Regions from separate parts of the Mus musculus genome. Here regions 1, 2, 3, 5 and 6 are each linked to region 4. Evidence: chromatin contacts called from public Hi-C data. All regions are on one chromosome and are shown on one strand. The core of a region is the stretch at or near the end of the contact, and the rest is flanking DNA. Distances in the headings are between cores, read along the strand shown.

Region 1 (4,788 bases), core at 941-3,440, 150 kb before region 4:
AAGGGTAGGATCCGTTTTAACTGAGCAGACAAAAAGGGTGGAAACAGGGTGGAGGGTGGGGGTGGGGTGAAAGGAAAAAAATTCAGTAAAGACCTGGCACAGTTGGTTGTTTATCCTTGCCTCAGTTTCCCTAACTGCCAGATGCAAGGTAAGTATAGTGCCTTCTTCATGCGGTTGCTATGGAAATAAAGTGGATGGGAGTGGAGTGTGTGGAAGAATGCCTGGCCCAAAGCAAACACATCATGAGTGTTTCCTGGCATGCACAGAGGTGGGAGGAGAAGCTCATGGGCCATGAGTTGGTTGAGAGGGCTTAGCAGTGAGATGCTTCAAAAGGCCATTGTATGCTTAGCTTTATTGCGTCTGGTCAGTCCTGTAAGCAGGAAGTTTTATCATAAAGTTTGGTTGGGGGCTGGGAAGGTGACTCTATAGGTGGAGGGGTACTTTCCCAAGGCATGGCAGACAGCCTGGCTTTGATCCCCAGGACCCACAGGGCAGAAGGGGAGAGCTGACTCCACAGCTTGTCCCCTGGATCTTTTCACGTGCACATAGCATGTGCTTGCCCCCACACATAAGCGCAGTGAATAAGTAAAGAAATGCAAAATATTCTTGAAAACATTTGGTTGGCTGGTTTTAGGGCTTTTGAGATACAGTTTCATGTAACCCAGGCTAGTTCTGAACTTTCTATGTATCAGAGGCTGGCCTTGAACTTGTGACCGACCTGCAACGGCTTCCCAAGCTCCTGGCTTCTGGTAAACTTTCACATCCCCTCCATGTTCCCATCACCTTGGGAATCCTTTCAGAGCAGCTCAGCAAAGTTTGTGTTTGCTTTTCTAAAATACTGTTAGGGCCTCTTCTCAGTACGCCAATGAATTCCTATGTACAGTTCAACAGCTTTTTGAAAAAAAATGCACACTTTAAGTCAATTCTGCGATAGTTAAGGACAGACTCTCTTGGATGAAGATCCCAAGACATCTGTCCTTACTTTTCTTTAGTATCTCCAGAGTATTTCAGAAGCTTTTCCCATGCATCTAAATTCAGGGCCCAGCTGTTTCCAGACTGTTCGGTGATACTTAAGGAGGTGGGTTTCTGTCAGCTAACATTTTAAAGAGAGAATGCTAGATGGAGCCAACTTTTAAGAGTTCATAAAACACTCACCTTCACTCCAAACCTGCTGCTGAGTCCTCAAATGTAAAGAAGGAAGAGCCAGCCGCACATTAAATGGCACTAAAGAATGTTTTCAAGGGCGGTTCTTAACTAAGGTCCCAGAGAGGGGAACCACGTAGGAATATGGCGTGTTGTCTGGTGTGGGGTAATGGTCCCTCTGTTCTGGCTGGGACAAGGCAGAAAATGAACATTTGGTTTCCTGTTGAGCTTATTTTCTTATTGTAGAAATTATTTTAATGCTGACAAATGGATCGAACACAGCCTGAGTTTCTCTTATGTTGTATAGTAATAACAGAAATATCTAATGTTATGATAAGTAGAGAAATCAAGGCCTACAGAAATAACGCAGCCATTTCTTCCCTCCTCTCAGGAACTGGCCACCAACTGTTGAGTATTTTTCTTAAACTCAGACCTCAAGAAAGACTCCGTGGGGTTTGAAAATTCTAACTAGACTTTGCCATCTTAACGTCACCAAACAAATTCTCTGAGAATGATTTGTTTGCATTTGAGGATGTCTTAGGTCCAGAATGGAGATGGCTTTTCAGAGATGCAGCATGAGGGGGCTGAGGAGTTTCTAAAGAAAGATTCCTGAGTTTGGACCAGGCAACATTTGAAATCCTTAGAGACATCCAGGTGGTAAGAGAACTGAGCCATCTCCCGGTGGTCCCCATGACTTTATGTGGAAGGAGCAATTCCTATTTGGGTTATACATCCTGTCTGCCAGCTGGTAATGGAATAATGGGAAAACAATTGTCTTGGCTCTTCAAACAGCGTCTGTTGCCAACCCAACTTCCTGGAAGCTGTCAGCTCCCCTGGGTGAGTCAGCAAATACTTGCTCTGTGGAGCAAGACTCTGAAAGAAGTACCGGTAAGGCAGCCAATCATGAGAGAGTGTGGATAATTCTCTGTCTCTCAGAGTCCCTACTTTTCACCATTCACTGGCAAAAAAAAAGTCATGCACTAGACCTGGCCTCTGAGTGTATCTGATGACCCACAGTCTGGGTATGAGGCACAGTGTATGCAGGAGGGGCTGGATGTGTCTGCCCAGGGAGTGTGATCTAATCATTGGTACATGAGAGTTCTGGGTCAAGCAACTAAGAATGTGGTAGGAAAAAAAAAAAAAAGACTTCTTTGGGTGGACAGGAATGCACTGTGTGCACTCTCAAAGGAAGTGAGCTGCTAAGTGATTACAGTGTGTCCATCAGCAGATGGCTCCACATGGTAAGGCTCCTTGAATTTGTACTTTCATCAAAATTGCCCACAAATGTGTAGCCCTGCAGAAACCTTTGAAACCCGCCATCCTTGGCAGAAGCAGCCCATTCCTGGGACTGAATCACTTTGGAAGTTTCTCTAGCTCGCTCTCCTTCTCCCTCTCCCTTCTCCCTTCTTCTCCCTTCTCCCTTCTTCTCCCTTCTTCTCCCTTCTTCTCCCTTCTTCCTTCTCCCTTCTTCTCCCTTCTCCCTTCTTCTCCCTCTCCTTTCTCCTTTCTTCTCCCTTCTCCTTTCTTCTCCCTTCTCCCTTCTTCTCCCTTCTTCCTTCTCCCTTCTTCCTTCTCCCTTCTTCTCCCTTCTTCTCCCTCTCCTTTCTCCTTTCTTCTCCCTTCTCCTTTCTTCTCCCTTCTCCCTTCTTCTCCCTTCTCCCTCCTTCTCCCTCTCCCTTTCCCCTTCCCTTTCCCCCTCCCTCTTCTTCCCCTCCCCCATCTTGCTATGTACAGTTGGGACAAGGCTGGCTGATCCTGGAAGAGCAGGCTATGCAACAGGTACTGGAGATTCTGCAAGGTCCCCCACTAACATCCTGTGGCTTATTTTCGAAGGCCAGGATCCTCCACCAAGGCAGACCTCGGTCTACAAGTCACATGGACTATAGCAATGACAACTTTGCAAGCTTCTCCAAAAGTTCAGAGCTTTTCTTTAAGTTGCAGGTGGTGTCTCAATGGAAGATTTAATCTGAGGTGCTCATCTGGAATGTGCACAAAAGGAGGGAGGGCGACACTGAAATTCTAGTTGGTTCCTTTGCCTCTCAAAAAAGGTTCCTGGACACATCCTGAATGGCACTTGTCGGGCCTTGGTGCAGTCAGAAAGGTGACTTCAAGTAGTAGTGTTTGTCCCAGATCTAAGTGCCTTAGACCCTGGGAAGGAAAGAGCAGACTTTTTCAGAGCATCTCAAGACAAACAAAGGAAAACTTTTAAAATTCTTAAAAGACAGGGAGGAAGATGACTCCTCACTCAGTAGATGAGCTGACATGCAGTGGTTGGTCCTGAGTGCTTCCCACGAGCAAAAGCTGAGCCCAACAGCACACACCTGCAGTTCCAACAATCCCGACGCTGGGGACAGAGAGACAGGAAGCTCTCTGGGCCTCTCTCACCAGCTCACTTAGCCAAAACCATGAGCTCTAGGCTTGGTGAGAGACCCTGCCTCAAAAACGAAGATGGAGAACAATTGAAGTAGACACCAATTGTCATCATCTGGCTTCACACATATCCTACACACACACACACACACACACACACACACACACACACACACACAGCTGAAAAGAGGGAAAATATAATGGCTATTCGGGGTTGTGAACTTGACTATGTCTGGAATTAGCTACAGCCCAATGACTGGGCAAACTTGTGAGAGATTTTTTTTTAAATGAAATCATTAGTATTTGAAGTGGTAAGACTCATTTCTAATCTGGATCTCTGAAGTGGAAAGATACACCTTTACTCCAGATCTCTCTCTCTCTCTCTCTCTCTCTCTTGAAACATCGTATCTTTTTTTCGTTTTTTATTGGTTATTTTATTTAGTTACCTTTCAAGTGTTATCATGTTATTTATTCCCCCTTCCCAGTTTCCCCTCCACAAGCCTCCTATCCCTGTCCCCTTCCTCCTGCCTCTATGAGGGTGCTCCCCCACCCACCTACCCATTCCTGCCTCACCGCCCTAGCATTCCCCTATCCTGGGTCATCGAGCCTCCGAAGGACTAAGGGGCTCCCCTCCCAGTGATACCTGCTAAGGCAATCCTTTGCTACATATCCAGATCTTTTGAGGTCTGGACCACACTTTGCTGGCAGCCTGTATAAATCCACCGAAGAAGGACGCTTACTCTCTATCTGCTTGCTTATACTCTCTCTGGCAAGTTGATCCTTCACTGGCATTACAGTCTACTTCCTTGGGATTCAGGTCTATGTTGAAGACCAGCTGAGACATCCAGCTCCATGAACTGAACAGCTATTGGATTCGTGGCCCTTCCATTGGTAGACAGCCATTGTTGGACTAGCTGGACGACATCCTGTGAGCCATGCCAAGAAACCCCTTTATAAGTGTGTGTGTGTGTGTGTGTGTGTGTGTGTGTGTACATATACATATATATATGTGTGTGTGTGTATATGACATATATCATATAATAATCACAGTCATTGTTGGACTAGCTAGACCACATCCTATAAGCTGTTCCAGTAAATCCCTTTATAAATTATATATATATATATATATGTGTGTGTGTGTGTGTGTGTGTGTGTGTGTGTGTGTGTGTGTGTGTGTGTTTCAAGAATAGCTTGAGAAAGCATTTTGTTAAAGGCTAATGATGTGCTACCTGCCAGCCCAGTGCTTCCCATGTTCCTGTTTGATCACAGTGGCTT
Region 2 (4,940 bases), core at 1,168-3,667, 240 kb after region 4:
GGAATTCTCTTACTTCCAAGGTTTTTCCTTTGGGGTAAATCTGCTTTTTGATTGCAATGGCAGGAGCCAGTGAGAGCTGGGGCAGGAGGCCTGCTTTCCCACGCTTACACCTGAGATGAACTAGACAAATCTACTGACATCTTCTGGGACATGAGACTTTCCCAGGCTTGGAGTTCGAGGCCATTGATTCAACTTTCCAGGGCTTCCCACCTCTAATCACACCCAACACAACAACCTCTGACCTCTACACATACATCTGTGAACACATCCATATAAACATGTATACATCACACATGTGTGCAGAGAGAGAAAGACAGAGAGACAGAAAGAGACAGAGAGAGAGAAAGCCCACGAATAAAAAGAACCTAACTTTGAAAGCTACTAGACCTATGCACATCTCTGCCTCTCCTGCATGTAGCAGGTGCTTAGGAAGGCTTCAGCAACCAACTAAATAGACACCGGCAGTGACTGGACATACAGAGCAGCAGCAAAGACACACGGGTCAGCTCTGAGCTCCACCCACTTCCTTTGCTTCCACTTTCTTTCCTTGAGATGAAGCCTGGCTGTCACCATAGTTCCCCAGGGATCCTCCAAGGCCTTTCAAGCTCCTGAGCTGGAGACTCCTGGCTGGCTTTTCTCAGAGCAAGTGACCAGGTCGGCCAGCCTGCCTGCCCGCCCACCCGCCCATCTGCCTGCCTCCAGATCCCAGAAGACGGTTTCAAGTTCTGACTAGTGTGGTGTGGCTAACCAGGAAGCAAGGAGGCCATACCTCACAACCGTCCTTTATCATCCAGTCAATCACAGAGCAATGGCCTCCATCTGCAGCCCAGTGCAGAGCTGTGCAGCCTCCGAGGTCTCGAGCCTCCCAAGAAGCTCCGTGTCTCCGGAGGTATTTGACAACATCTAGGTGCCCCGCGTAGCATGCAAGCATGAGACTGCAACATAGAGAGGAAGCAGACTCCACTGTAGGCCCCACCGCCGACCTCGGATCCAAATTCCATCCACCCACAGTAAACCAAAAACTTGCCATCTGAGTGGGAAATAAAAAACTTTATTCACATAAAATGTACACATGCCCATCAACTGATAGATAAAATGTCAAATCCATGCAATGAAATGCCAGGTCAGCCGTGAAAGGGAAGTTGTCTGTAGTCTGAAAAATCTTAAAACAATATGATCATCTTTTATTATGCCAGGCATAAAGAGTCATAGCACATGATCCATTTACATGAATCATCTGGGAAATGCTAAGGAGGAAGCCACAGAAGTAGGCTGCTAGCTGTCCAGGGCTAAGAAGGGAGGGGGGATATATTCTGTATATTTCTAGAGTCATGAAACTGGCCCCCATGGTGGCGATGGGTGAGCAACTGTGTGAATGTATTTTAAAGCAGTGCATTTTATGGTGTGCGGATAATGTTTTAATCTTGAAAAATAAGTACTGGGGCTGGCAAGATGGCCCAGCAGGGAAAACATAATGACCTGAGTTCAACCCCAGAGGCCACGTTGTGAAGGGAGAGAACAGACTTCTGCAAGCTGTCCTCTGACCCCCACGTGAGAACCACAGCACATGTGCACTGATAGATACATACACATGCACATACAAACACACACAAAATATTAAGGTGCTTTGAAAATTAATATTGGCTACAAGGGAGTATAAATTATCGGATTTTAAAATATCCACAAAATCTAGATTATATACAAAAGGGAGTCAGACTGTCAGCATTCATTATTAAACCAGTTCCTTGCTCTAAAACAAGATTGCTCAATTATTGCCACTCTCCTTTAGAGAGCAAAGTCTGGTTGGTCCATTCCAGCTGCTGAGAAGTTCCTCCTTGTAGACTGTCAATCAATATGGAATCATACACTTCTTTTGTGCACCTCATAATTGGTTAACTGGGATGGGCAGGGACCACGCCTGGGTCGTTTTAAGATGTTAGTGGGAACTGATATCGCCAGAGCATATGAATTTATTAACCTATAGATTATTTTCTAGTTGCCACGAGGAAAATAAAACTATACAGAGATCTCACTATCCCCACCACCATCAGAATCCAGCCTGGAATGGCCACCAGTAGAGACCTCCACAGCAGAGCCAGAAAAACAACACAAGCTCTAAAAGTTCCTAATGAAGATGGCACCCTATAATAGCCTTACCATGAAAACATGTTTACTGGAAATACAGGGTTAGGTGAGCAAGCCAGATGCTACCCTACTCCTGGGGAAGGTAAGAGAGAGGAACCCAGAACACAGCATGCTGGGAGTTCACTCAGATGTCACTGCTAGGAGGAGGAGGAGGGAAGGAGAATGGAAGAGAGACTGAAGGGAGAATGGAGAGAAGCATCGAGTGGAGGGAGAGAGGGATAGACGGGGCAAGGACAAAGAAGGAGAGAACTGAGAGGGGACAGGTCCTCAACAAAGAAAATGACGCCCGAGAGGCAGAAACACCAGGCACAGTGTGGGAGCACACACTGCATCAAGGACTTGCCTAGCCCCCACCACAAAGTGGCATCAGAAGGACAAGCAGAGACTGAGTGCCAATAACACCAGAGAACCGGGGAGGTGTACCCAAGTGTGTGGTGGCAGCTTGGCCACCATGATGACCTTGCCTTCAGGAGTGCACACTGAAGGTGACTGTGGAGCACACAGGGGTATGTGTGGGAGGGGTGTACAATAGGACAAATGCGTGCACCTGCTAGGGCTGGGTAGAGCATGGACAGACACCCTCCGTGTTACTCTTCCATCATTTCTAAATGTTTAGAAGTAGGAGAGAGCAGTCCCTAAGTGGCCACACAAGGACACTGGGACTACTTCAATCCCCTATCACCCTAATATGCCCTGACTGCAAAGTCTTAATTGCACTTCTGGCCACTTCCTGGGCCTAGAATGGAATCCCTGTGAGGGGCCACGGCCTGTCTGAGCTTTGTATTAGCACGTACTCAATGCCCTCTCCTTCTCCTCCCAGCTCCTGCCACCACCACCAACCCCCCACCCCCGTGTTTTTCCTCACATAAAATGGGAAAAATAGATGTTCAAATTTTCACTGACACACAGCAAACACTTCACCACTGAGAAGGACCCCAGCCATCGGCACTTAGCCCATGTATATTCCCAAATTTTGTGCATTGCGTCATGCCTCTAGTGATTCTGTCTGGAAATGTCCATTCTACTCCACTTTCATCGTCTTAATTTCTAAATATATAGGTGGTATTTTATGCAGCAAGACTAATTGCACTTCATGTGAACTAGTTAACGCTGTCTCCTGTACCCCATCTTTGTGTGACTTGATGATGTGCATGTGGGTGCCCTGCTCCCTGCACACTCCTCAGTGCTCCCTTAGACAGCCCCTAACTCTGTGCACTCTCCTTGGTTAGTGCCTCCCCACTTTTGTGCCCTGAGCATTACAGCTCAGATGAGGACTTCCTGCCTCCTAATGTCCTTCGTGACCTCTGACACTTAGTCCCCCATGCACTTGGCATGAGCTTTGCTGTTTGCTGGGATCTTTTTTTTTTTTTCTAATAGCCTATTTCTAGTACCTTCTCCATGGCTTTGTGGCGCCTCTGCCACCATATTAAGTTCTGTCTATCCTGTTTATCTGTTTCCAATCTCTTATACAGTACCACCTCTCTAATTAGTTTAACTCTTAAGGCATTTTAATATCTGTCCCCATAGTCTTTGACAGAGTTTTAGTGTCTATTACCGTCTATTTGTTCTCTCAGATAAATTACAATCGTTTTGGCGGGTTCCCTAGAATAATTCCATTTGAGGCTACATTCAATCTATATGCTAATTTGAGAAGACTGAGAAATGGCGCCACAGTCTTACCATTCTGAAGTACGGCACTTAGCTTGATTTTTTTAAATCTTTGGACCTCTCAGTACAGTTCTGTAGATGTATGGTTCCATCGGGTTTCTTTCCTTTGGGAATTTATTCTACTCTATGTTTAGATATTAACCAGTTAGTACCATTTTTTTAATAGTCTCAATATTTAGCCCTGGCTGGCCTAGAACTCAGAGAGATTCTCCTGCCTCTGCCACCCCAAGTGCTGAGATGAAAGGTTTTCAGATATTTTTAATCATCCTGCATCAGCCACATCAGTAAACCTCCTTATTAAGTTTCGAGTCTTTAGTGGTTGTCTTTCTTGAATTCTGCGGGCCAGGAGGAATCACACCTGTATCTCCTAAAATACTATCCAATCATGAAATAAAATATAAGTACATTTCTAGAGAGCCAGAACCCGTGTCTCACATGGCAATGTATTTACCCATCTATTGTCCACAATAACCCCATGGTTGCACAAGGAAGCCTACTGAGGTAGCTAGCTATGCAGGGTGTCATACTGTGTCCTTGAGGGACTGGGGTTTGACACCATGCTCTCTGCTGTCTGTGCTCCTCACTGCACCCCAGGTCCCAGCTCTTTGTAAACTCAGAAAGATTTACCAGTTCTAAGAAATGACATTGGAGAACTGTCTGATAAGTAAGTAAATAAATACAAAATGGTGTTGGACAGGACCACACACACACCTATCATCCCAGCTCATCCAGAGGCTAAGGTACAAGGAGTGTGAGTCCCAGATCAGCTTGGGCAATACACTGAGATCAACCCACTCTCCCTCTCAAAAAAGAATAACAAAGTAACAAGTGTTGTCACTTCCTGCTATTTCTGTGCCAGGCATTGCCCAAAGGCCGAGTCTGCGTGTGGTGTATGCTTGGGAGTCCTGCCCTAGCACTGTCTGCCTTACTCCCTTGAGAAGGGATGTCCCACTGAACCCGGAGCTAGGCTAACAGCCAATGATCCCTAGTCATCTTCCTGCCTCCACACGCCCCCACCACCATCCTGGGGTCAGAGGTGCACACACCCGTGCTGCCATTTCCCACAGGTGCTAAGGGTTGAGCTCCTTACCCTCTGGGCCACCTCTCTAGCCATAAAATACTTTTTT
Region 3 (4,794 bases), core at 2,111-4,610, 180 kb before region 4:
AGTGCTCTGCCAGCTTTAAGAGAAAAACCCTTCCAACTGCTTCTGTGAGGCTAGTGGTGGACTCTGGAAAATGAAGGGGAGGGATGCATAATTGAACACCATCCCCAGTCATTATATCATTAGTGCGGCAAACACAAGGCAGATTAATATGCTGTCTTGAAACAAGCCAACTGTAATAATTACACAGGACACACTTAATATGAGATCCAGACTAGAAAAGTCTCCTTTCATTTTGAGCAAAGACATTCTGAACACTGCAATCTAAGGAACACCTCCATGGCCTAACTAGCCAGTCATGGACTCCAATGACTGTCACATTGACTGGGGCAGCTGGAAAGGTCTTTGATGAGGCTGGATCTTGTCAGCTTAACAAGGCCCGTTAATAACTCACTGGCATTTCTATTTTCTAGATTGTCTTGTGTGTCTTGTCCTCCTGTGTCAGGCAGCCGGACGGGAGAGCCACTGAGTACCTTCTTACTGTATTATATGTACTGTATTATATTATATGTACTGTATTATATGTCTTACTGTATTATATGTCTGCTTCCCTAGATTACACGTGCTGTGACTTGGTTGTAAAACTAAAGGAATGTGAGAAGAACGAAGACCCCACTGTCACCCCTGAGCCCTCACCAGCAACCCCCTCTCCATCAACCCCAGAGGGAGCACAGAGCTCTGACCCATCAGAAGATAGTTACGAGCCTCTGCTGGCAAGTTCTATGACTTTGCAGGTAAAGCTTCTGTTGTATCTCCCTCCTGTCTTAACTCTAGTGGAGGGGAGGTCTCTTCTAAGGAGTGTGGCATGCACCTGATCTCACTTCTGCCTGTGACTCCCAGTCTTTCTGTTTGTGTTACTCTGGCCCTTCCCTGATGTTTCCTAAACTTCTCTTCTGCTATTTGCCTCATGGAAACAATACACTTGACTCTGCCAGGTAAGAATAAGGATTGTTGCTACTGCCACCATGTCAATGGCAATGGCAATGGCAATGAAAGGGCACCCAGAGGTCACATGGGGTCATGTCACATTTGATTTTTCAAAAGATCCCTATCAGATGAGAACTCCTAGACATTCCATAGTCAGATAGGGTGCACAGCCATTGAACAAGTAAAGAAGCTTCCCAAGTTGTACACCCATGACTTGAAGGACACGGAAGATACTGGGTTTTTTTTTTTTTTTTTAGCTGCTTCTCTGTTTAGAGAAGCAACATGCATATATTGATCAAAGTAAAAATATTTAACATGGCAGATGACCTCAGAGAAAGTTGCTGCTACTGGCACACTGTGCAGTTAAATACACTTTCTGGGAAGGCACTTGCTATGGGGTGCAACTCCCCACAAATGTAAAGAAAGCCCCATTGGCTCACTGCTGCATCCTTGGACATTGATGAGCCTGTAGAAAACATCTAAGGTGTCCCCAGAATCCCAAACAAATCCACCTATTGGGGCTCTGGCATTTAAATCTCCTATGAAAATTCCCAGAATAAACATCTCACAATTGCAGAAACTATCTGCAGCTGGCAAAACCACACCTCTGCTAGAGCATGAGGCAAATCATAGTCATCTGCTGTAGAGTTCAGAACAGCCCTGCATCCCTACACTTGGGATTAAAATGAAAGCACACTCTTAGAACATTTCCAAAATTCTAAAATGTCACTACAGCCCCGCACATGTTGCTTTGAACAAGAAGATGTGGGGAGATTCTGACCTGACCTATGAAGCTCACTGTATAGAACAACTCTGTATATAGCAGAGCCTTCTACCTCTATCTACCCAGAAGTGGTTCTCTTTAGCCACAGAGAGACCTCTGAAAAGCACCATTTTCTACACCAGGGACACAATCCCTGTATCCTTAAGACTCTGACCCCAGCAGGAATGAGTGTGCACATTTCTAGCACCTGCCTTCGAGTCCCACCCATGTCTCTCAGAATATGGAAGTACAGAACCCTGAGATTTGGGTTCCTCAGCAGTGAGTGGTTTGGCAGCATGAATCAACAAATAGGCAGATAGATGTTGGCCGTTTGTACCCAGTGGCTCCAGTGCTAGTTATTTCTTGGTCCTGATGCAGTGTGCTCTGTGCGCTGGCCAGCATTGACCTCCAGTACCTTGTCATCAATATGTCCATACCATTTTTACACATGGTCATGGGAGGCAGGGGTTATATTTGCACTGTGGCTTTTTGCCATAGAGTATTGTGATCTTGATTGGATCCCATGGAGTAAATCAGATAGCTGTATTGTTACCTGGTCTCCCTTCTCTTAAAAAACAAAAGTCTGTTCTTTGTTCCAATCAGGAAGCACTGGAAGTCCATAGACCTCAGTTCATTTCTCGCTCACAAGAACGGCTGCAAAAGCTTAAGCGCATGGTACAGCAAAGGAAAACCCAACAAAAGGAGAGCCTGGGGCAGAAGCAGAGCCTACTTCCTGTCCGCGCCAACAAGAAGCAGTTCACCATTCCCCATCCTCTTAGTGGTAAGCTACAGGTGGCTCTAAAGGCCTGAACAGACTGGGGACAAACATTCTCAGGCATGGAGCCTTCACTGAAAGGATGAGGATCCCAAATTACGCCACTGGCATGCACAGACCTCAGCATCCTGAAGCTGGCTCTGGGAGCCAGCTCATTTTGAGAGGTTACATATGGGCATGCAACTCAGCAGAAATAACTTGGGACACAAATTCACCATTGTAGCTGGGAAAAGAGCCACACCACTGTAGGAGCCAGGATAGCGAGTTCAAATTCTTGGCTCCTAATGGAGGCTTGCAAGCGATCTCCCTTGCCCTTTATAGATTGCAAAATAGACCTGGGGCAAGAAGTTGACTCCAGCTTGTCTGCATCAACATTTGTCATCTGGAGACCTCTTCCTGCTGTGAGCTCAGAGGGAGGATGGCCAGCTTGCCCAGTACAGTGAGGCTGAGGTCAAGACAACCCTGAGAGGCAGGGTACTCACTCACTCACTTACTCACTCACTCACTCACTCACTCACCCACCCACCCACTCACCCACCCACCCACTCACTCACCCACCCACCCACTCACTCACCTACCCACCCACTCACCCACCCACTCACTCACCCACCCACTCACCCACTCACTCACCCACCCACCCACTCACCCACTCACTCACTCGCCCACTCACTTACCTACTCACCCACCCACTCACTCACTCATAGGAGAAGGAGTTAGCAGGAACCTTTCCTGCACCCAGCCCCACGTTGGAGGCTGGGAATATCACTGAGAGCAAGATGACCTCAGTTGTTTTGTTTTTGTTTTTGTTTTTTTTTATTTTCATGGACCCTCATAAACAGGCCCTTGAACTAGCAAGAATAACACGAGATGAAGGCAAGGACTGGGGACATCAGGAAACTTATGAAAGGCCTGCCAACTCAAATCTTAAAATCTGGGGGTTTGGAGAAGCCTCTGGTTTATGACTGTGAAGACAGGGATGAGATCTTTTTTCCTAGGAAAATATTTTGGCCCCCAGGATGTTAAATCATGAGTATGATTCTGAGTAGAAGTCCTCTGGGGAAAATAGCATATTCAATAAAGTGCGGCTTAGCAAAGCTTACTAAGATCTCAGGAGGAAGGGGAAGGAGAGAGAGAAGAAAGCTTCTGAAATCAGTTCCTATTAGACTCTCTTCTAGGTAGCCTGACTCCTTCCTGCATCCAGAACACTTTAGGAGAGCTTTCTAGAGACCCCAGAAGGAGCACAGTTGAATGTCTTGTTTCCATTCAAGGGATCTGACAAGTTACCTGTTGCTTCCATCCCATGGCACATTCCAGAAGGATGAAAAATGAAAGCCAGCCAGGCAGATGGGCAAAGGGCTGGCCCATCACACTGTGTGTCTAGCTAGCATTTCAAGCTAGGTGTAGACACAGGCTTGGTCTAGGTGTGTTCTCTAGGGGACTGTTTAATCTCTGGCTCAACAAAGCCAAAGCGCATCTGTTTCAGGCACAGCTATCTCAAGGCACTGTGAAGACCAGAGGCCAGCCACAGTGGGAGTATCCCCTTGGCACCTTCACTCATGCTGGGTATGAAAGATGTCACTTGGTCAAAAAGAGTTAGGCTATATATAGACACTGATGTCAACAGATAAGCACAATATAGATGCAGCCACACACAAGCTAACCTTGGAAGATCTCCGTTTTCAGCCTTTGGTTTGTGTAAGAAGCAGAGACAGATGGCCAGAGGGAAATTCTTCCGGATGGTGATGTATTTGTTAACTTTATATCACTACGACAAATATCCGAGACAAATCAACTTCCAAGGAGAAAGGGGTTGACTTAGGCTCTGGGTCTTTGAAGTTTCGGATGACTAGTTATCACCATTGCTTTCTGGCAAGGCAGCGCATCACAATGAGCCGTGCAAAGCGGAGGGAGCAAAGCTGTCCATCTCATGGCAACCAGGAAGCAAATGAGAGAAGGAAGAAGAGACCAGGGTCTCACCGTTTCCTTCAAGGGCCACACCTCCAATGGCTTGAGAACACCCACTTTACCCTGTCTCTTAAAGAGGCGGCTACCTCCCTGCAGCTCGAACCTGGGGACTGAGCATTTCACACACAGGAGGATGCTAGGGATCCAGATGGTAGCAGGCGCCATGCTGAGCTCCTTCTCTTCTGAGGTAGACCTTCTAGCTGGGCCACGGTATCAGAGGGGGGGTGGCCTTTGCATGCCTGCATTACTTTCCTGTCATACTGTAAGAAATTGCTACTTGCATGCTGGCTTAAGATCACGGGCATGCATTATCTCAGAGTTCTGGAGATCAGGGGTCAAAATTAAGGCACCTGCAGGGCCAGTCTTG
Region 4 (4,433 bases), core at 598-3,097:
CCAGTTGGAAGAGGTGGGAGACTGGACCCTTCCTTGAAGAATATAAATGCTCTGTCAGGTGCCCCATTCCTGCCTGCACCAATTCTTACCTCCATCCCCACCCCACCACACTGACTGGCCAAGGTCCAAAAGGGATATCTGCCACTTTGGTTCAGGTGCCTTATAGACCAGTTTCAGCCTGCCTTGTTATCTTACTGCCAGATTGTGATATTAGGAGACAGCATCATGGGAAATGTGCTTTGGGGGTGGGGGGGGGCTGATGATGAGAAGTTTCCCATGCATTGGAGGCAAATGTGTTTGGGTATTTGTAAATGCAGAGTCAGTTACCATAGACAGCCCCACTTTCTGTTGGGATTTTAAATGTAAGTGTTCTTGGAAGCCTGAACCCTTACTTTTTAAAAGTGAACACTGTGACCACTGACATAGACTATTGATGCAGAAAGAACCTCCCTGGACTTTGCCAGTTCTCTCTGGGATAAAGAGGCTATATTTTGAAGGCAACTGTGTGTTGTAGGGGCAGGAGGAAGCTGAGCCTGAGAACAAGCATGAACTGAACTCAGAACACAATCAAAGTTGTCACCAACCTGCTTCAACTCCTTAGGATAAAAAGTAGCAGGCTGGGTGTGGTTGTTCATGCCTTTAATCCCAGCACTTGGAGGCATGGGCAGATGGACCTCTGTAAATACAAGGCCAACGTGCTCTACAAAGGGAGTTCCAGCACAGCCAGGCTACACAGAGAGAAACCCTGTCTGGAAAAAAAAAAAAAAAGAGCAACATCTCACATCTACAAGCAAGCCTAAGCCAGCTTCTAGCCACCAATACTGTCTCAGTAATTCTAGAAGGAACCTGCCCCAGCCACCACCCAGTACTTGCCTCAGGGCTATCAACCAACGAGGCCACATTGAGGGTCCTATGGAATAAAGTAAGAGCTGGTACAAGACTTTAGAAATGCCCAGACTGATCAAGGCACTCAGTGTGTGCCTCCTCCTGATGCCGCCAGTGACTCTTGACAAGAGCATGTGACACAAGAACCCATGAATTTGTATCTTGCGGAGCTCAAGTCAAAGTGCAGAAAATGTGTCTAATTTACAGTTGTTTTTTTTTCTAGTTGGCACACTTTTAAAGCTGTGTTAGAAGTTACTGAGCATGTCAAGGAGTCCTTCCAGAAAGGAGAAAGTACTCCCCAGAGATGGCAGTGTGTCAAGTAGCTTGACCGTGGCCTGGGAACATGATTGCAAAACAGCTGAGGACCTTTATGCCTAAAGAGTGTGGCTGCTGCGGATGCTCCATGGGAATCCCCGGGACAGTGTGGACTACAGCCCGGCACAAAGCTGGGGAAGTCAGACCAGTGCTGCACAGCAGAATCACTCCAGGCGGACTCTGTTACCTTGTTCACAGGGAGTGCGGGAGGGAAGAAGAGCATCCCTGGGGCCAGGCTTCAGACGGGGCCTAATGCTAAAGAAAACAGTCAGCCACGATGGAGCCCTGGATGTGCTCAGCGGCACTTCTCTCCAACTGTCTGCTTTTCCCTGGCATCAGCTCTGTGCAGTGTATATGACAGCTGTCCCTGTTCTCCAGAGGACACAATGACCAACTGAGTCAATTGATAGGTGATAGCACTAGATCCAGACCCTAACCTGTGACCTGCAGAGTCCAACTTTTTACCCATTCTGAAGATGGAAGCTTATGAAAAGAAGGCAGGGGTCAGGGGATAGGATGCACTGCTTAGGGGAGACCTGGGCCAGGGCCAAGAACTGGGCTGAATCTTCAGCTTGAGCACAGCATGGAGTAGATGAGCTGGTGATGACTCAAGGACATCCTGTCTCCAGGAACAGGATGGGAGCTCTCCAGGGAAGAGAAGTCAGGAATGCTTAGGACCTACCAGTCCTTCCAGAGGCTACTCTCACAGAGCCTGTACAAGCTCAGGCCTGACAGGAACCATGTCTTATCACAGTTTATCCCAGGCTCTCCACTCCTCTTCCCAGTGTCCTGCCATGAGGGAGTCTCCACAGCACAAGCAGGATGGCGTGTGAGGAGACCCTGTCATCCCCACCCCCAAGGGATGTTATCAGTCCAAGTGAATCCAAGAGCTATCTATCAGAAGACCTGTCTGGGGCAGATGTTTCTCAACCCTGCCCCGCTCTGCTGTATAAGAAGCAGATGCCTCATTGTAATCTCCAAGCAGGCTCACTCATGAACAGAGCCACTCGCTGCCTTTCTTCACACAAAGAGAAATCTGGTAATTCCTTTGTGTCTGAGTTCACTGGGTTCCAGCACCACGCTCCCCCTCCAGGAACACCCCTGGGAACAAGAGAAATGATAAACTAGTGGAGATTAAGCTGAAAGGAACGAGTCCCCACCATGAGTCATGAGGACAGAGGACACATTGGCAAGCAGATGAAAACCCTTTGATAGATACCAGTTGTAAAAGCGCGGCCAAACCTAATGCTGAGGAAACTGTGGTGACTCAAAGCATAATGTATGCATCGCCCCCACGCCCTCCTTTTCTCTTTTTTGACCTAAAAAAGAAAAATTGACAAAACAACATATCTTGTGAGGGGGAGTTCCCAGGGACAGCTTAGAGGAAAGGGGAGCTTGAAACAGATTTATGTTCAATCAGAGTGCACAGTTGTTCTATGATGTATTTCCACAATGGCATCAGAATGGTCCTGCCCCGTCTCAAGAAAGCAGCTATGACCAGGCCTCGCTTGCAAGACCTGCCACCTCCCATCTCAGCATGGATAAAGTTGTTCCCCAGAAATGTCCCAGGGAACGGGGGTGGGGCAGAACATCCCAATCACATAAGAGTCTCTGGGGTCAAACCAGATGTCAGGTTTGGTAGCAAGCACCTTTATCTTGCTGAGTCATCTCGTCTCTCCCCAGCCAGAGATACCTCGTGACAACTGTGTGTTAATCTACAATTCTGTCAATAAAGTTTCAGTTAGTGACAATACATTAGTAACGGCTCCATCTAAGCAAGGGTTTTACCCTATAGGAGTCAATCATTTAATTTTCCATTTTTCATTTTTTTTAAAAAGGAAAGAAGAAAAGAAAGAAGGGAAAAAAGAGTTAGAAAAATGTTAAGTGTAAAAGCTTTGAAGAATTAAAAATTCTTTAAAAAATTTTTTTAAGAAAACTTTGATATAACAAGAAGAAAACTAGCTTGCACATTCTCTCCATAACGATGTTTATTATTGGACATTCGACTAGTTTGGACAAATGCCTGCACACCTACCTCACCCTTGCTGACCTCCCAGTAAACATGTGAGCAGAGGGTCGGTCGGCTTCACCCCTGTGGTTGACTCTAGGAAGAGCTGCTTGTTCTCACTCAAATGTTGGTTTACTTAAGTGAAGGTGAGCCTGTGTGAGCAGCAGCTCCCAGGGACATCCTGTAGTCCTCTGGAGCCCAGACCAAGAGCCCCTGTTTATACAATCTGCGATTCCTCTGCAGGAAACTACAGCATCAAAAGACTATAAAGAGCCTGGTGGAAGACAGACCCAGGTCACACGGTGGGATTTGCTTGTTCACTCCCTCCTCCCTGGTGTCTGAGGATAGCCAGCCAGCATGAATATCAAGATGCAGTTCTGCCCTAGACAGACTCTCAGCCTGGGAGTAGATCATGAGTTCTGTTCCAAAAGTGAATAGTCCAGACAAGTGGGACTGTGTCTTTTATACTAGCAAAGTGCTGTTGGCTCAAAAATGCTTAATCAATGAAGCCATGAATTCAAAGTTGCATTTGGAGCACTTTACATTGACCTTGGGTCAAAGGTAAAGACAGCATGGCTTTCTAAGGCCTTCTAAGGCTCTTTGACAGGCGCTCCCCATCCATCCACTACTGACTCCAACTTGGACAATTCTGTTTCCAGTTTCCAGTAGGAAAGGAAGTGCTTGCCATTGACCCTTGTGGCTGGTGAGTGTGGCTTGATTTTAGGAGGAAAATTAATTACAGAGTAAAACTATATCATCCAGAACTAGGTGCCGTCAAGAGGATAAGAACATTTTAACCCGAGAAGACAAGACTAGGGAGAAAGTCAAGCAGTGTAGCCCTGGGAAAGAATCTTGGCTTTCTTATCCCTTGATTTCTCTAACTATAATAGGGGTAGTTGAGTGTCCCATGAAAGGTCTAGAATTAAAATAGGCAGATACCTGCAAAGCATTTACAACAAGAACATGGTATTGATGGGTAATGTTAAAGGGTTATAGCCTCTGCCTCAGAAACACTAGATGGGACTACAGAGATAGCTCAGTCAAGCATTTGCCTTGCAAGCATGAGGCTCCCCAAGCCCCACATTTTTGAAGAAACAGGAGGTGGTACTCATTGTAATCCCAGGGCTGGGTAAGAAGAAGCATGTTGGTTCCTGAGGCTTTGCAGACTAAGCTGTTTTATAAGTTCGAGGACCATGAGAGGAATTAACTTTTTTTTTTTAAAAAA
Region 5 (5,040 bases), core at 448-2,947, 130 kb after region 4:
CCTTTTGCCTTCAGTTATGATAGATGGTTCTACAGGTTATATTAAGCTGGGCTGGCACTTGTGAGCCTTCAGATTTTGAGATGCCTTATCCCAAGCCCTTGTGCTTTTACAGTTTTGATTGAAAAGTCAATAATTGTTCTAATGGTCTCATCTTTCCTTGTAGCATGATTCTTCTCTTTGGAAGCTTTCAGCGCATGTCCTGTGTTCTGTATGTTCCGATTTTAAAATGTAATGTGACACACAAAGCCTCTTTTCCAGTCTTGTCTACTGAGAGCTCTGTGTCCCTCTTGTTTCTGGATCAGCTTCTCTTTCCCTAGATCTGGGGGTTTTCTTCTGTGAAATAGTCTAATCCTTTGTGTGAAATTCTTCTCCCACTTCAGTGTCCATAATTCGTCATCTTTACCTGTTTGTGTCCCCATGTCTGTGCATGTTCCACCCATACATTTTACAGTCTATCACTAGCCTTGATGGGCTGATCCACTTGTTCTATTTCGTCTCCAAACCCAGCTATTCCACTGTGACATGTTCTGTTGGGAAGGCTTTATACTCAACTGTTCGTTTTATCTCTTGTGTTTATCATCTCCATCCTAATTTCTTCAGGATTTCTTTACTTGAGTATTACTTCACTTTCTATTTCCAGATCATGAATTGACTTCCTCACTTAGCCTTGCTTGTTTGTGCTCTCTGGGAAAATATTTGCATCCTCCTCAAGCTGTTTGAACGTATTTGCAATCATTCCTTTGACTTTTGTGACTAGAGTTTTGTCTAAGTCCTTCTCGGCGGGAGCCAGGATTGTACATGGATTGGCATGGGAGGAGACATGGAGTCCTGAGTTTTTAGATTACTTTGGTTTTTGTACTTGAGTCTGCCCATGTGATGTGAGATGGTTGGCTAAGATTTTCTTCGTCTTTTAATTCGGGCCACATCTCTTCTTCTGGTGGAGGGATTTACAGTTCAGAAGAGACACGGTTGTGGCAGAGTCCTAATGGGTGAGCTTTCCATCCATCAAACTGGTGCAGGCCCCAGGATTGATCATTAGCCCATCCCTATGGGTTAACACTGACTGCAGGAATAGGCACTCTCTAGCAGTTAACAGATTCCCACAGTAGAGTGAGTAGCAGGTGGCTACAAAACAGACACTTGTTAAATAACGATTGTTCTAGTGAGGAAAGGAACCCAGATGGTGTCGTCTATACTGATATGTTAGTGTGGGTATGAGTGGGAGGAAAAGAAATGGAGGCAAGAAGTCATAGTGGGGGTTCCTGATTATGTTGCTAAATAGTGGGGGTTCGTGAGTTGTTGTTAGATGGGAACTAGAGAAAAGGGAGCACCTCAAACAAGCAAAATTTACAAATTACAGACACCAAAAGAATTTCATGTGAAAGATGAAACTATTTCACAGAAGAAAATAACCACAGAAGAAAATCCCCAAATCTAAGCAAAGAGGAGCCAACCCTGAAGGACACAGAACACTGCATAGACAAGACTGGAAAAAAGGCTTCCTCTGCCATAGTACATTCTTAAAACCAGAGAAAACATAAGAATATGAATCCATAGAGAACACAGACATAGAGGAAGAGCAAGAATAATAGAGGCAAGGAGGGGAAGGGAATGGAGAGTTAATGGTAGCTGACAGAGTGGGATAAAGATATGAACTATGATGTCATGTACCAGGTCAGCCTTTGGGCTTTAGGTGACGCAATAGGAAAAGGAATGGGGAAATAGAAAAGAATAGAGTGAACAGCATAAGCATGGAGTATGTGCTGCTCTGCTGCACTGCCTGGAGTTTTATATAGATGAGGAATAACTGCAGGGAGTGGGGCTGAGAGCTCAGCAGAGATTTAAGAGACTGCAATCAGTGGTCTGGATATTGGTTTTTGTCTCCCTGGGCAGATCACTGCCTTGCCTTCCTGGCTCTGCTCTAAGCTCTCCTCCTTGTTGATTTTCAGCAGTCCTGTTCTCCTCCCAGGAGTTCCTAGCGCCAGCTCTCCATGGAGTTTTCTTAATGAGCTACTTGGCTCTGTGCTGTGAGCCCCGGGGATAGCTGAGGCAGCCTCCATGCGGCTGCCATGCTTCAATTCACAGGGCCTCAGTGGGGGTGGCTGCACAGTGCCCAAAGCATTGCCTAGAATCTGTACATGGCTCCCTCAGTTTCACTGTTCTCACTGGGACATTAATGGGGTCTGGGTGGCAGTCTTCTGGGGAGTGGTCAGTGAACATCTCCATTAGCACAGCTTTTGGAGATTTTCTGGATGACGCCGTTTAGCCCAGGTTGCTGAGGACTGTTGGAGCTGGCTGGATCCTGCATCTGTGGCAGCAGCGAGTCCAGGTTCAACGTATAGGGAGTTTGTTGGTCTGGTGGTAGAGAAAGTTAGCTGTCGCATTGATCAAGTGGATCCTGGGGCTGATGAGGGAGTTAGGAGATAGCCCTGTTTTCTTTGTGTCCCTAACCATAATCAACCACTTGCTCGGATGTGACTTCTAAGCCACTGGCTTACCCAGAATTCCCTTGTCCATGTATTTTAAAACTCTCTACACTTTTATTTCCAAGCCTAACTATTGGGTCACAGGGTTCTGTTTTGGTCATTATCATTCCCAGAAGGGTGTTTATCTTTGAGTGCTGTGTTTAATATCAGGGAGCACCAGATGGCCAGCATTCCTGTGGGTAGGATACATACATTCACAAAGTATGAGATCTGACTACAATTATCAGTCTTTGGAATAACCTGTGAACAGCAGCCTGATATGGGGATCTGTCTTTATCCAAGGAAGAGAGATGCCACCATCTAAACAGTAACTTGGTCACCTGTAAGGCTGAAAGGTCTCACTGAGTGGTGTAGCAATTGTGCCCAGAAGTTACTGATATCCAACAGTGCCTGTGAAGAAAGCAAGTTTAGGATACACAGGAGCCTAAACATAGCTAGGAAGTGTCAAAGCTAGAGCTTGAACTTGGAGCTACAGGGTGCCAGAATCCCTTTGCCTAGCTACAGGACAGGACAGCTTCCACAATGATCCTCAAGTCTATAAAGGGTTTCCCATTTGATGTGCAAACAAGACCGCAGTTCAGATCCCCAGAAGACAAGTGCCTAATGGACATAGCAGCTATAATTTCAGCCATGGAAGGTATACGCATATGATCCCCAGACCTAGTACGACTGGCCATAGGTGATCCCTGAGTTTGATTGAGAGACGCTGCCTCAAAGAATAAGGGATAAAATGATCAAAGAAGATTCATAAACTTGACCTTTGGCCTCCATATGAGTACACGCACATATATACAAGAAGATGAAAATGGGCTCCCCAAAAGACTTAAGGCTACCACCACACATACACCCAAGGATTGGCTTAAATGTTTGGGGTGCTGTGCTAAGTATTCTTGGTAGTATGGGAAAATCCCTAATGAGGTAATTTAAGGGAAGCCTAAGGTTTGCATTGACTTAGCATGCAAGGGATACAGTCAGCATGGTGGAAGAGCATGGCAGCAGGAGCTGAAGGCCTCTGGCCATATGCCACCAGTCAGGAAGGACAGATGGACAGAAAGTAGGGCTGGGCTATAAAACCTCAAGTCCCACCCACCTGACCCACTTCTCCCAGCGAGGTTCTGCCTCCTAAAGGTTCTACAACCTTCCCAAACAGCACCGCAAGCTGGGAAGCACAGGTCACAACATGTGAGCTGTGGGGGAGGGGCATTTCACGTTCAGTCCACAGCAGGTTCTAAGATATGTCCTTTGACATATTCATCTCCCAAAGATTAAATAAGAAAAGGTTTTTTAAAAAGCACTATAAATCCTCCCCTATTTTTATATCCGAATCTCTTCCACGATTTAGAGAACAGGTTTGACCAGGAAAAATTATTTCAGAGCAGAAATTGTATTTTTAGAGAAAAAGGGAAGGTTTCCCTTCTGAGCTGTGTCTGCTAATTCAGAGGCACTTAGTGTCACACTGGATCTTTCTGCCAGACTCTCTTCCACAGTAATATATCTTTGAGAGTTACAAAAACAAAAACCACAAGGCAGAGAGGCACAATGAAGTCTGCACTTTACTATAAAAAAAAAAAAATTTGGAACAAGCGAAATCCCCAAACTTGGTTTTCAAACAATTTCGAAAGTGAATGACACAATCACCAACCATATAAATGTCTTTTCTTCCTAAAGCTTGAACTACAAATAAGTCAGGATTTCCCCTTTTATTTTCTCTTTCATTAAGAACAATATGAACTAACCAGGACCCCCAGAGCTCGTGTCTCTAGATGCATATGTAGCAGAAGATGGCCTAATTGGCCATCATTGGGAAGAGAGGACCCTTGGTCTAGCAAACTTTATATGCCCCAGTACAGGGGAAAGCCAGGGCCAAGAAGTGGGAGTGAGTGAGTAGGGGAGCAGGGCGGGAGGTGGAGGGTATAGGCGACTTTTGGGGTAGTATTTGAAATGTAAATGAAGAAAATATCCAATAGAAAAAAGAAAAGAAAAAAAAAAGGAACTGTATCGTGGGCGCTAGAGCAATGTTTCAGTGACTGATGGCCCTCAAGGGGACCAAAACTCGATTCCCAGCACCCATCCCGGGTGTCTCACAAACATCCTTAACTACAGCTCTGGGAACCAACATTGTCTTCTGGCCTCCTTAGGCCCCTCTGCACATGTGGTGTGCATGTACACACACACACACACACACACACACACGCACGAATACACACACACCAACACAGAAATAAGTAAAAGTCAATTCTTTTGTGATTGTGTTACCGCACTCAGGATGATGCCCTCCAGGTCCATCCATTTGCCTAGGAATTTCACAAATTCATTCTTTTTAATAGCTGAGTAGTACTCCATTGTGTAAATGTACCACATTTTCTGTATCCATTCCTCTGTTGAGGGGCATCTGGGTTCTTTCCAGCTTCTGGCTATTATAAATAAGGCTGCTATGAACATAGTGGAGCATGTGTCCTTCTTACTGGTTGGGACATCTTCTGGATATATGCCCAGGAGAGGTATTGCGGGATCTTCTGGTATTACTATGTCCAATTTTCTGAGGAACCGCCAG
Region 6 (5,008 bases), core at 868-3,367, 160 kb after region 4:
AAAAAGGCATTTTCATTAGGGGTGCATCTACAGATAAGATGTCTTTGATATAAACAAACATTTGCCCACACCCCCATACACCACCCTAATGAAACTCACTGGGTCACTAAACAACAACAGCAGCAGCAAAAAGAAAACGTTCAAGTCCAAAAAGGGTTACTTGGGACAAGGAAGGAACAGGGGAAGTTCTAGGGGTAGAAGATGAAGGGGGTAAGTATGATCAAAATATGTACATATATGAAAATGCCATAATAGGTGGGGTAATGCTGGCACATACATATTGTCAGCACTTTAATATCAGCACTTAGGAGGCAGAGCAAGGAGGATCTCCCAATTCAAGGCCAGCCTCATCCACATAGGTAGCTCCAGGACAGCCAGGGCTGTTCCATGGGAAAACCCTGTCTCTGTCTCTCTCTGTCTCTCTCTCTCCCTCCCTGTCTCTGCCTCTGTCTCTCTGTCTGTCTCTCTCTGTCTGTCTATCTCTGTCTCTGTCTCTGTCTCTGTCTCTCTCTCTCTCTCTCTCTCTCTCTCTCTCTCTCACACACACACACACACACACACACATACACACACACAAAGGAAATAAAAGAAAATGTCAGAAAAACGTCATAATAAAATCTATTATTTATAATTAACATATACGTGGGGAGATGGCTCAGTCAAGTACTTGATGTATAAGCACTGAGGACCTGAGCTCATATCCACAAAACCCAGTGATAAAACTGAGCACAGGGCTAGAGACCTGTAACCCCATGCTGGGTGAGTCCAAGTCCCTGGCACCTTCTTACAAAGCTAAGCAGAGTATCTGGGTCCTATAGTCCTAGTGCCAGGGAGATTCTAGTAATTTCTAAACAGCTAGTCTGGCCAATTGGCAAGCCCAGGCTCAGTGAAAGGAACTGTAAAGTACACTGGAGACTGTTTGAGGGAAATACCAGTGTTGACCTAGATAACCCCATTCACATGCATGCATGTACACTCATACATGTATCGAATGACTTGTATTTCATAAAACATTCATGGTAGCAGGGAGACAGGCAAGGGATCTGGAGGTGACAAGTTGAAAGAGGCAGAGTTCTGAATAGAAGATTCTGTAGGCATGGATGAGGGGTATCTCACCCCTGAGCATCTTATCTACTTGCCTGAGTAGACCTGGGTACCACAGCATCCATCGGTAGGTACTTGTAAGTCCAAGAGAGTGCTTCTTAACCTTCCTAATGCTGTGGCCCTTTAATACAGTTCCTCATGTTGTGGTGCCTCCTCAACCATAAGATTATTTCATTGCTACTTCGCAAGTATAATTTTGCTACTGTTACTGATCATTAATGTCAATCTCTGATATGCAGGAGATCTGGTGGGGGGGGGGGGTTGCAGCTCACAGGTTGAGAACCACTGCTCTAAGAGACAGAGAGATCTTCAAACCCAATCGTGGTACTACATTTCAAATCTTCCCAAAAGTGACAAATAATTTAATTCCCCGTGTACAGAGAGCCAGAGTTGGAAGGGAGCCAGCTGAGCATGCATGGGGAGCAAAGGTCAGCCTGAGTGCCTTAAAGGGATTGAGCAGAAGTGAGGCCGTCCTCTCCCTGAACGTTTCCAGCTCATCCCAAGCTACAGAAATTCTCTTTGAAGGGTTTGCCTGAAAAAGCGTGTCAAGGGAATGGGATGAATAGTGGTTTCCTGCGAAAGCTCCCAGAGGCCAAGAGTCATCGACGTAGAATAGACACCCCATCAAAACCCACCCCCTTCCAAATTCTGAGCAGCTGTGTAAGATCACAGAACACTCTGAACATGGAGGGATTTGCAAAGATGGGGCTGAAAGCCCTTATGTCTCTGCATCATCTCATTTGAGGATGACAGGGCTGTGGGGGTGGGTGGTTCTCACTGAAAAGTTTTGTAAAATCTTCATTGGATTTTTTTTTCTCAAAGTGTTGAGATAAATGATGGAAATCTTTATCCACGTGAAAGGAAAAGGGGTAAGGGAAAGCCTTAGTAACAAAAGGAGGACTCCAGGAAGATGAAGTATGACTGGTCAAATCAATTTCATTAGCCAGCTGGCATCCTTGAGTCAGCTCCATCCTGATTTTAGCTTAGGAGGGAATGGCCTGGAGGGAAGATAAGCACACTGGGAGGACCTCATTAGTGTACTGCATGCTCCTGTTTACTGCCTGGGTAAGTAGATAGTGCTTACTGGAAAATAAAAAGGGTTGTCTGCAGTTAGTGCAGACTTCAAATACTGTCTGGTATGTATATAGGGCTTAGCAGCATGGCCTTTTCTCTCAGGCTGGACACTGTATAAGCACTGCTCCTTGAGCTTCCAGCCCAGGGGAGATGACACAGGAAGTGTGCCATCTACCTCCATAGATGGCACTTGTGCTGTCCTGGGTCAGGGAAGAAGACACAAGTGTGTCCATTTTAGAACTAGAGGAACTGGTGCTCAGAAATCTAACAAGCCACCAAGTTTCTGTATCATCCAAGCAGAAGCCCAGGGATCTAAAGCTGTGTTGCCTCCTAATATTTTCGCCACATGAAAGTCACATCCATATTTGGACTTTTTTGTAAGAACAAAGGCCCTTCTCAGGACAAAGTATCCCTACTGCAAATTCTGGGAGGCAGAAGACAGACAGCCCCATTTGAAAATGGTTAGGTCTACAAAACTTCTTCGAATTGCATCACTACAGCAGATGTAATTGCCTGTCATGGCCTCTCTAATCCAGCACTTTATCTGTAAAGGCATTCCAGCTGATGTTCTCCTGACCCCATTCCCTCCCAGGCATGAACCCCACATGGCTTCCTGCTCTTTCTAGAAAGTGGTACAAAGGTTTTTACATGAAGGCAAAGGTAACTCCTGGGTCTCTCTACAACTATGCTATCCAGAAGGAACCATGTTATGCTCCATAAGGTCAGACATTTGTTTTATCCATTGCTGAATCCTCTGCCCCTGAGTAGCACCCAGCGTGTACTAGAACTACTATTTCCTGAATGACAGGGTGGGTGTGTTGGTGAGCAGATTGATGGGTTGGGGGTAAGTGCATAGATATAAACTGATGCATAGATGGGTAGTTGGGTGAGTAGGGAGAAAGTGAGCAGGTAGGGATGGGGTAGATGGTGAGTGGGTGAGTAGATAGGTGGGTAGATGAATAGATGGATAGGGGGTTGGAGTGATGGTGAAAAGATGGGTGGGTTGGAGATTTGTGGATGGTTGGGTGGTGGATAGGGGAATGAATGGATAGTTAGACTGACAGGTTGGTAGATAGGTAGATGGATGATGGATGGGTGGGCGGCAGATAATAATTGCATATGTAGATGAATGGATAAGTGGCAATTACTACACAATCATTTGTTTCCTATTTTAATGACTAAAGCTCTAGAGGAAAACCTGTATGACCATCATCATTTTATCAAATTTAGCATTTGTCCATCCTCCATTTTCCTTTTCTGTGTGCACCACATCTTTTTTGTTTGTTTGTTTGTTTTGTTTTGTTTTGTTTTTTGTTGTTTTTTGTTTGTTTGTTTGTTTGTTGAGACAGGGTTTCTCTGTATAGCCCTGGCTTTCCTGGAACTCACTTTGTAGACCAGGCTGGCCTCGAACTCAGAAATCCACCTGCCTCTGCCTCCCAAGTGCTGGGATTAAAGGTATGCACCATCACGCCTGTTTTTTTTTTTTTTCACCACAACTTTATAAGCAGGATTACAACCACTTACAAGAATGGACTCGATACAATCAGTAGAAAAACTTACAAAAACTGAAAGTAGGAGTTGAGTAAACACCCAGGATGAAAAGGCCAAGCCTGTTGCTATTCTGTATGCACTCCATGGAGAGCGAGGAGATGAGAGAAACTTGCTTTGCAAATGCAGAGGGTCTTCCCAGTGGAGCTTTTCCTGGAGGTATGCCAAAAAAACCATGTACAATCTAACAGTTCTAGAACGTATAACCAAAACCCCATCACCCCAACTAGACCTCACTCCACTGAACAAAGAACTCTGGCGTCTTTCTCATGCTGCTTGTCACAGCCCTGAGAATGCAGACACACTCAGCTCCCTCTGATAAGTGAGAAGACTGCAGGTCAGGGAGGACAGAGGCCCAAGCTCCTGGCTCCAAGCCCAGTCCTTTGCCCTTCACCAGGTGCCAGCGAGCTTTAGGGCCTCAAGCTCTCGGGACTTGGGGATGAAATAGAGAGTCTCTCACCATTCCTGTACTCCCTGGTGGGAACCCATGCAAGAGACAACTAGCGGGACCAGGACGAGATGTGCACTGATTTTTGCCATAGCTGGGGGTTCAGAGTTCTGTTATGGCTGCCTTACCTAGCAGGTCTGACGCGAAGCTCCTTTCTCCTGAGAAGCATGGTATGTGCAGGTGTGTCTGCTACCACAGCAGAAAGGAGTCTATTACATGAGGCGTATAAATTGTCCCTCATTAAGCACAGCACCGGTTCATGTCTGTCAGCACCCAGCCCTGGAGAGCCCCACACGCAGAAGCTTTTCCATTTAACCGAATGTTAAGCTGCTCATCTGACACAGACAGAGCCTCTGCCGAACCAATGGGAGCCTCTGAACACTGTGTTCCTTGCCACTGGGTCCTTGGCTTCCAGGACCTCACTTCTGGAAGGAACAGCTATTCTGTGTAGAAGTGAGACGGTGGCAGCATCCAGAAGCTTCCTGTGTATGATTTAACTCACCACAACTCACTTAGTGTCCCTCTATTCAAATTCCTGGGGAATTAGATCCCCACTTTAATTAGGTTCCAGTGAGGAACATTGGTCAGAGCTCACATGTTTAGCTCCATGAACAATTATGTTCAGCAGATGGATTCTTCTGTGCCCTAGGTGCTTTCTATTAACCACGACCATGTACTACCGAGGCGAGGACATGCTAGAGTCTTCACCGTAGCCTGCATCTTCCTTAGCCTTCAGTAGCCCATCTAGCAGGCCCATTGACTGGGTCAGCATTGGTTCTGGTGAAGTCACTGCTGTTCTTGCAAGAATATAAAGATGCGGTTCCCATGGTCTTC

The links. Hi-C and Micro-C count contacts between places; a contact is called where the count stands out from the background.
Region 1: a contact with region 4 is called in a Hi-C map of uterus, with 3 times the contacts expected there. The contact joins two enhancer-like sites. A contact is called at or near these places in 2 of 484 Hi-C or Micro-C datasets (nephron progenitors and uterus).
Region 2: a Hi-C map of the N1E-115 cell line shows a contact between it and region 4, with 5 times the contacts expected there. The contact joins two enhancer-like sites. A contact is called at or near these places in 3 of 484 Hi-C or Micro-C datasets (the N1E-115 cell line, embryonic fibroblasts and uterus) and 1 of 9 other capture datasets (embryonic stem cells).
Region 3: a Hi-C map of uterus shows a contact between it and region 4. The contact joins two enhancer-like sites. A contact is called at or near these places in 2 of 484 Hi-C or Micro-C datasets (nephron progenitors and uterus) and 1 of 115 datasets of contacts at active chromatin or transcription factors (pancreatic cancer cells).
Region 5: a contact with region 4 is called in a Hi-C map of uterus, with 1.9 times the contacts expected there. The contact joins two enhancer-like sites. A contact is called at or near these places in 3 of 484 Hi-C or Micro-C datasets (3T3-L1-derived adipocytes and uterus).
Region 6: a Hi-C map of the N1E-115 cell line shows a contact between it and region 4, with 8 times the contacts expected there. The contact joins two enhancer-like sites. A contact is called at or near these places in 6 of 484 Hi-C or Micro-C datasets (the N1E-115 cell line, adipose-derived mesenchymal stem cells, embryonic fibroblasts and 2 more), 3 of 115 datasets of contacts at active chromatin or transcription factors (bone marrow-derived macrophages, embryonic stem cells and fibro-adipogenic progenitors) and 2 of 9 other capture datasets (adipose tissue and embryonic stem cells).

What each region holds. Positions count from the first base shown.
Region 1 is chr7:134,258,798-134,263,585 of GRCm38.p6, reverse strand. No RefSeq gene overlaps it. Among named protein-coding and RNA genes, the nearest start is that of Adam12, 36 kb to the right of the region's middle. Within about 2 kb of position 2,190, at least 78 of the 459 cell types and tissues checked have an H3K27ac peak or open chromatin away from gene starts, as enhancers often do. A contact at or near this core is called in uterus, where this site is marked.
Region 2 is chr7:133,872,743-133,877,682 of GRCm38.p6, reverse strand. It overlaps Fank1 (fibronectin type 3 and ankyrin repeat domains 1), which reads right to left. Exons shown (of 11, transcript NM_025850.2): 7 at 770-935. Among named protein-coding and RNA genes, the nearest start is that of Gm51500, 59 kb to the left of the region's middle. Within about 2 kb of position 2,417, at least 3 of the 459 cell types and tissues checked have an H3K27ac peak or open chromatin away from gene starts, as enhancers often do. A contact at or near this core is called in the N1E-115 cell line, where this site is marked.
Region 3 is chr7:134,290,902-134,295,695 of GRCm38.p6, reverse strand. D7Ertd443e (DNA segment, Chr 7, ERATO Doi 443, expressed) reads left to right here. Exons shown (of 9, transcript NM_001199941.1): 5 at 553-731; 6 at 2,291-2,468. Among named protein-coding and RNA genes, the nearest start is that of Adam12, 68 kb to the right of the region's middle. Within about 2 kb of position 3,360, at least 6 of the 459 cell types and tissues checked have an H3K27ac peak or open chromatin away from gene starts, as enhancers often do. A contact at or near this core is called in uterus, where this site is marked.
Region 4 is chr7:134,112,450-134,116,882 of GRCm38.p6, reverse strand. All of the region lies in intron 3 of Adam12 (a disintegrin and metallopeptidase domain 12 (meltrin alpha)), which reads left to right. Among named protein-coding and RNA genes, the nearest start is that of Gm51501, 62 kb to the right of the region's middle. Within about 2 kb of position 1,847, at least 79 of the 459 cell types and tissues checked have an H3K27ac peak or open chromatin away from gene starts, as enhancers often do. A contact at or near this core is called in the N1E-115 cell line and uterus, where this site is marked.
Region 5 is chr7:133,982,513-133,987,552 of GRCm38.p6, reverse strand. The region is part of intron 5 of Adam12 (a disintegrin and metallopeptidase domain 12 (meltrin alpha)); the gene reads left to right. Among named protein-coding and RNA genes, the nearest start is that of Gm39103, 38 kb to the left of the region's middle. Within about 2 kb of position 1,697, at least 10 of the 459 cell types and tissues checked have an H3K27ac peak or open chromatin away from gene starts, as enhancers often do. A contact at or near this core is called in uterus, where this site is marked.
Region 6 is chr7:133,951,435-133,956,442 of GRCm38.p6, reverse strand. The region is part of intron 11 of Adam12 (a disintegrin and metallopeptidase domain 12 (meltrin alpha)); the gene reads left to right. It overlaps Gm51500 (a long non-coding RNA gene), which reads right to left. Exons shown (of 3, transcript XR_003946886.1): 3 at 2,994-5,008. Among named protein-coding and RNA genes, the nearest start is that of Gm51500, 20 kb to the right of the region's middle. Within about 2 kb of position 2,117, at least 9 of the 459 cell types and tissues checked have an H3K27ac peak or open chromatin away from gene starts, as enhancers often do. A contact at or near this core is called in the N1E-115 cell line, where this site is marked.